Linked DNA regions of Bos taurus: region 2 is linked to region 1. The links are chromatin contacts, called in public Hi-C maps. All regions are on one chromosome and are shown on one strand. Each heading gives the region's core, a stretch centred on a gene start, on an enhancer-like site or on the middle of the called end of the contact. The rest is flanking DNA. Distances are from core to core; before and after follow the strand shown.

What was found. Hi-C and Micro-C count contacts between places; a contact is called where the count stands out from the background.
Region 2: a Hi-C map of liver shows a contact between it and region 1, with 2.3 times the contacts expected there. The contact joins the promoter of CGNL1 here to the enhancer-like site in region 1. A contact is called at or near these places in 2 of 11 Hi-C or Micro-C datasets (liver and skeletal muscle).

What each region holds. Positions count from the first base shown.
Region 1 is chr10:52,876,751-52,879,910 of ARS-UCD2.0, reverse strand. All of the region lies in intron 2 of CGNL1 (cingulin like 1), which reads left to right. Among named protein-coding and RNA genes, the nearest start is that of CGNL1, 58 kb to the left of the region's middle. Within about 2 kb of position 1,745, at least 1 of the 102 cell types and tissues checked has an H3K27ac peak or open chromatin away from gene starts, as enhancers often do. A contact at or near this core is called in liver, where this site is marked.
Region 2 is chr10:52,935,099-52,938,258 of ARS-UCD2.0, reverse strand. It overlaps CGNL1 (cingulin like 1), which reads left to right and starts at 1,448. Exons shown (of 20, transcript XM_010809305.4): 1 at 1,448-1,495.

The DNA of each region.
Region 1 (3,160 bases), core at 496-2,995:
TCTCATCAAGGAACTAAGATCCCACAAGCTGTGGGGTGTGGCCAAAAAAAAAGTTATTGGACTTGTGCTTCATCAGGACAGTTCTGTAACTAAGAAAGAGGAAGACAAAGAACTTGGGAAACAATGTAGCACAAAGGGAAGAGAGCAGCTGAATCCTAATGTTGGGGGGGAGGGTAGGTCATCACAGGATAAGATGGTACTCTTATCATCTGCAAATTAATACTGGAAAGCATCTAATGGATGTAATATAGCTGATGAAGAGATTTAAGGGTAGAAAACAAGATAAGTAAAAACAGCAGTTACTACCTCTAGAAAAATTAAAGTTATAGGAGAAAGGAAAAATAACCAGAGTCTACCATTTGGCTGTTCAGTATATAGTATTATATTATCACAATAATGTAAACACAATTCGCTCTTGATTTTATTGTTGGGAAGCTAACAGAATGAGAAATTCATGTGTTGTATGTGTGTGTGTGATCTACAATATGTAAAAATGATAGGTTAAGAAATCACAGCTAGGTATTTTAGTCAGCAACATGGAGGAGAAAGAGCTACAATTTGCAATTGGTTTCCTCTGAGGAATGTGATCAGGATTGGGGATAGGAAACTGAAAAGTACAGGTTTTCATTATATCTTATTTTACGTTGGTTAAAAATTAAATTATTTAAAATGTTAGTAATATCACTCTGAAAATGCAAGTAGACATTATAAACTCATTGCAATCAGTGAGATGATGAACACTGCAGGTACGTGTATCCAAGCTGTTCCTATCTGTTAAATGACAGGTGATATCTAACGTGATTTACATTTAAAATAACCATCAAGCAAACTGATGGTGCTAAGCTAGTGGTAAGAGACAGATATATCCAGGAAGGCCCGAGACAAATCAGAGAGACAAATGTGGATGGCTTCCCCGATGGCTCAGCAGGTAAAGAATCCACCTATGATGCAGGAGACCCAGATTTGATCCCTGGGTTGAGAAGATACCCTGGAAGAGGAAATGGCAACCCACTCCAGTATTCTCACCTGAAAAATCCCATGGACAGAGGAGCCTGGCAGGCTACAGTCCAAAAGGATTGCAAAAAGTTGGACACGACTGAGTGACGAAGCGTGAACGCATGTGGTGTAATTGAACTAAATCATTGGTAAGGGTATATTAAATGGGTATATATTGCATTGGCAGGTAGGTTCTTTACCACTAGTGCCACCTGGGAAGCCTATGCCATTGCTTAAAATAGAAACCACATCCAGCACCAATTAAACAGTGACAAAAATTAAATTATCTGTGTATTTGCCTACAAAAGAAATCTCAATACATTTAAAAAGAAAGAAATAATAGTGACTTCACTTTGTGTTTTTGGCTGCTCCATGCAGTTTGCAGATCTTAGTTCCCCAGCTGGGGACTGAACCTGTGCTCTCAGCACTGCAGTCCTAACCAGTGGAAGGCAGAGGGAACTACGGTGACTTCATTTTCTGACCATAGTGCAGTGCAAATATAACTTAACAACATAGATAAAGATTCCCCAAGCCAAAACAACACAGCAAACATACCGGATATGCAAAAACTTCCTCAAAAACAACTTTTTTGTCAAATAAATCAAAACCACGAATTGAAACTATCTAGAAAATAATAATAGAAACATTTCCATGGTGGAAACTACTGGCTGCCTTCCCAATGTCCATTCTCCTCTTTTTACCAACAGAACATTGACTTTGAGAGTGTCAATGACCAGCTTAAAAAAAAAAAAAGACAACATCCTATTTCCCAATCCTTTCTTGTAGGTGGGGATGACCTACAAGTCATCCTCATCCCCATCCATGATTAAGTTCTCACCAATAAGGTGCAAGGGATTACTGGTGGGTGAGCCCTCCAAGAAAGCTCTTTAAAAAGGTTGACGCATATGGCCTAATAAACTTGTGTGTGTGATGCTGGATCAGCTATCTTGTAATTATAAGTTGTCTAATACATGTTAAAAGTAGATGAGTAGAAAGATAAAAGAGGTATTCCTCAGAAATATCCTGGCATCTATTCCAGCTCTGAACTTCCTATCTCTGGGGGGGAAAATATCCTAATTCTTAAGTTGCTATTTGGCATCTGTTCATTAGGAACCAACACTATTCCTGACATAGTCACATATCAAAATTTGTGGACTATGATCAAAGAGTGAAAAACAAATGAAGCATACAAGTCAAGAAACTGGAAATACAACAGAATAAAGGAAAGCAGAAGGAAAGAATAATTATCAAACTAGACCTCAGTAAATTAGAAAATTAAGAAAAAAAGAAATGATTGATAAGTCTAAGCTAGTTCTCTAGGGGAACAACAATTTAAAAAAATATGTAGACATGTATTTTACCTGCAAAAGTAATAGGTGAAGAAAGCACAAATGAAGCTAGAAAGTAAGAAATATAGAGGAGATGAAGTGATTTATACATTGCAAAATTCTCTGCAAATAAATTTGAAAATGTGGGTCAAATAGATGATTTTCTTGGAGAATATGTTACTAGAGTGATGCCAGAATAGAAAGAAAACTTAAAAATGCTGCTAACAGTGAAAAAAATAAGATAGCAGTTTTCTGTGACCAGTTGTTTTTGCTCTTCCTGCCTCTCCGTGGCTGTCGGAGTTTTCAGAGTGAGAGTAGTGAATTTCTGGTGAGAGAACCTCTGAGTGTGGGGTGGCTGGGGCGACCTGCCTAGTGATCTATATGGTCTCTTGACGAGGGTGGTCACACACAAGAGGGGTGAAGACAGTGATTCTTGGCATTGCTATGCTATGCTAAGTCACTTCAGTTGTGTCTGACTCTGTGTGACCCCATAGACGGCAGCCCACCAGGCTTCCCCGTCCCTGGGATTCTCCAGGCAAGAACACTGGAGTGGGTTGCCATTTCCTTCTCCAATGCATGAAAGTAAAAAGTGAAAATGGAGTCGCTCAGTCGTGTCCAACTCCTGGCGACCCCATGGACTGCAGCCTACCAGGCTCCTCCGTCCATGGGATTTTCCAGGCAAGAGTACTGGAGTAGGGTGCCATTGCCTTCTCCAGATTCTTGGCATTAGGACCCATCAGAAAATAAAGAGACCTGAATTTTCAGGTTTTAATAGCAATTTTCAGGTCCTTATGTTCCTTAAACTTTTTTGTTTAAAAAAAATTTTTATTTTTAAT
Region 2 (3,160 bases), core at 199-2,698, 59 kb before region 1:
GTGATGGACAGGGAGGCCTGGCATGCTGTGATTCACGAGGTCGCAGAGTCGGACACGACTGAGTGACTGAACTGAACTGAAATCTTTTCAAGTTAGTATTTTCATTTTCTTTGAATAAATACCTAGAAGTGGAATTGTTGGATTTTATGGTAGTTCAATTTTTAATTTAGGGGGAATCTTCATACTGTTTTCCATAGTGGTGGCACCAACTTACATCCCCATATCCTTACCTATACTTGTTATCTCTTATCCTTTTCACACCTATTCGGAACAGATGTGAGGTGATAACTCATTGTGGTTTTGATTTGCATTTCCCTGATGGTTGGTGATGTTGAATACCTTTTCACCTCCCTGTCAACCATCTGTACATCTTCTATGGAAAAATGTCTATTCAGATTCTCTGCCCATTTAAAAATCAGATTGTTTGTATTTTTGCTACAGAGTTGTATGAATTCTTTATATATTTTATGTTGATTCCTTATCAGATATGATTTGCAAGTGTTTTCTTGCATTCACTATTACTTTTAAAGTTTTATTATTTATTGAATTTTAAAGTGTTTATTTCATTCCATATGTCAACATACATTACTTATTAAGCACAGGTGGTATGCTATTCCATATCTGTTTTCTTAGGTAATCTTCACAACATGGTGGAGTGGGTATCCTCCTATTTCACAGATGAGAAAACGGTTTTTGCTCAAACTCCCACAGCTGGTTAGCGTCATTCTGCAGTTTCCCATGGAACGGGCCTCAACAACGCACCAGAAATCTGACTGTTAATCCCAGTTCTACTGCTGTCAGCTGTGTGGCCTCTCTAACAGGGACGGGCATTTATTCTTGGCGACCTCTCCATCAGTATTTCTAGACTTAATAGGTGCTCAGCAAATACTTGTAGATTTGGTTGTGGTAGGAGAAAAGTTATACATTAAAGTTTCCGACTAGGTCGGGGAGGAAAAGGCTGCCTGGAAGGGTAGGGAGAAAAGGGGCCGTGGGCAAGGGACAGAAGGGGAATCGGGGGTGCGAAACAGGCAAGGCTCCCAGGAATTTGGAACGGCCGAAGCTCAAGGCGAAAAGTACGGGGGAAGGCGGAGGGGAGGTGGGGGGACATTCCGATCCGGGGAAGGGTGAGGAGAAAGCGTTGTTGGAGAGGAGTGTGAGGCCCGACGGGGTGGGGTGGGGAAGAGGTGCTGGCGGAGGGGCGGGCGCGTTCCGGGCAGAGCCGAGGAGGGGCGGTGTCGGGGTGCGGGGAGACGTGTCCCGAGGGCCCGGGCGGCTCAAGGGGAAGCGGGAGGGCCGGGAGGGCGCGCCTGGCGGCTGCAGAGTCCGCAACGGACCAGCCGGGAATGGGGCAAGGGGGCGCCGGCCCCTCCTCCCCGGGGGCGGGCAGGCGTGTGGGGCGGGGCCCGGGCTCGCCCGGCCTCTAGGCGGCGCCGCGGACTCTGCACTCGAGCTGGGCTGTGCTGTAGGCGGCCGGAGCGGGACCCGGTAGGCAGCGGTAAGTGAGCCGAGAGCGGGTGCGGGGATCAGGGGCCAAGGGGTCGCCGTGGGCGGCGGGACCCGGAGCGGCTCAGGTAGGCCGTCAGAGCCCCCCCGCCGCGCACTTTGTGCAGCGTCTCCCTTGGGGCTGGAAGGTGCGCTCCAGGCTCCCGCGCGCGCGCCTGGCTGGGAGGCGTGCAGCACAGACGGTCCGGTTCCTGGGGGCCCCGCGTTGGGGCCCCGGGCGAGGGAGAGGCTCCGGAACCGCCATGCAGCGAAGGGCGCCTGGCAGCCTTAGCACCCCCTGCCTCGACCCTCGGTCTTGAGTGACAGCTGCGAGTGAGCTAGGATTCCTCCCGGACCCAAACGAGCACCTCTGTCCCTGTCCGACCCTGTTTTTCCTTTATTTCGGGGCGTGCTGGTCCCAACCATCTCTCGAAAAGAAAGGGCGGGTGGGCGTCTCCCTCTCCCTGACGTTCCCGGTCCAGGCAGGTCGTCCTGAAAGCCCCCGCTTCGCGTACAGCACATACCCTAGCTTTCCAAGGGACTTTTCCAAGTTGCATCACTGTTTGGCCTCTTCACAGGTGCTTGGCTGTCATGCTGGAGTTAGTTACACAGGATTTTTAAAAGTTTGTATATTTACTCGGTGTATACCCCTTCACCCCAAGGCTGCCGTACCTTTCCAACGCTGCTCGCAACGCACTGTTCAAAACACGTTGGGAGTTCTTTGGGGTATTTGTTCTCAAAGTTGGCTGCACATCTGGAGAGTTTTGGAAAACTGCTGTGGCTCTCTCCCACCTCTAGAGATCCTGAGCTGGGGCGCAGCCTGAACAATGGCGTTTAAAACGCCAGGTGATTCTAATGTGCTTTGGGGGCGTGCTTTTTGCACTACTACTGCTGCTGCTACTGCTGCTGCTAAGTCGCTTCAGTCGTGTCCGGCTCTGTGCGACCGCATAGACTGCAGCCCACTAGGCTCCCCCGTCCCTGGGATTCTCTAGGCAAGAATTCTGGAGTGGGTTGCCATTTCCTTCTCCAGTGCATGAAAGTGAGAAGTCAAAGTAAAGTCGCTCAATCGTGTCCGACTCTTAGCGACCTCATGGACTGCAGCCTACCAGGCTCCTCCGTTCATGGGATTTTCCAGGCAAGAGTACTGGAGTGGGGTGCCATTGCCTTCTCCTTGCACTACTAGAGGAGGTCTTCTCAGCTGCTCTTGATTCCGTCTTCTGTAAACCACCCTCTACCTGAGGAGCCTGTGGGTTGGTGCTTTCCAACTTTAAACTGCAGATGGTGCCTTTTTCTGGAGTTCCCTTTGCTTCTGCCCCTCTGTTAACAGAAAATACTGCTAGTCCACTTTCTGCCAAGGAGATGGGAGTATAGGGATTAAAGTCATGAAGTCCTTGCAAGAGTCAGTAGGGTTGTCTTATTCAGGGAAACTAAGTGATAGTTTGACTTGTCCTGTTTGGAAAGGATTTCAGATTAAAAGGAAGAAACATAATTTAAGAATCTGTCAGCTTTTGGAGATCCTCTGGCACAGATAATGATTCTACATAAATGTGGGGAAATCTTTTAAGAACACAAGATCCGTATTTTGTAGTTGACATGGTGTTAATATGTGTGTTAGGCTTCACTGCGTAGATTGGGTTTATTCCTAGTATGTGATTAAGCCCAGCAGATATAAGTAATA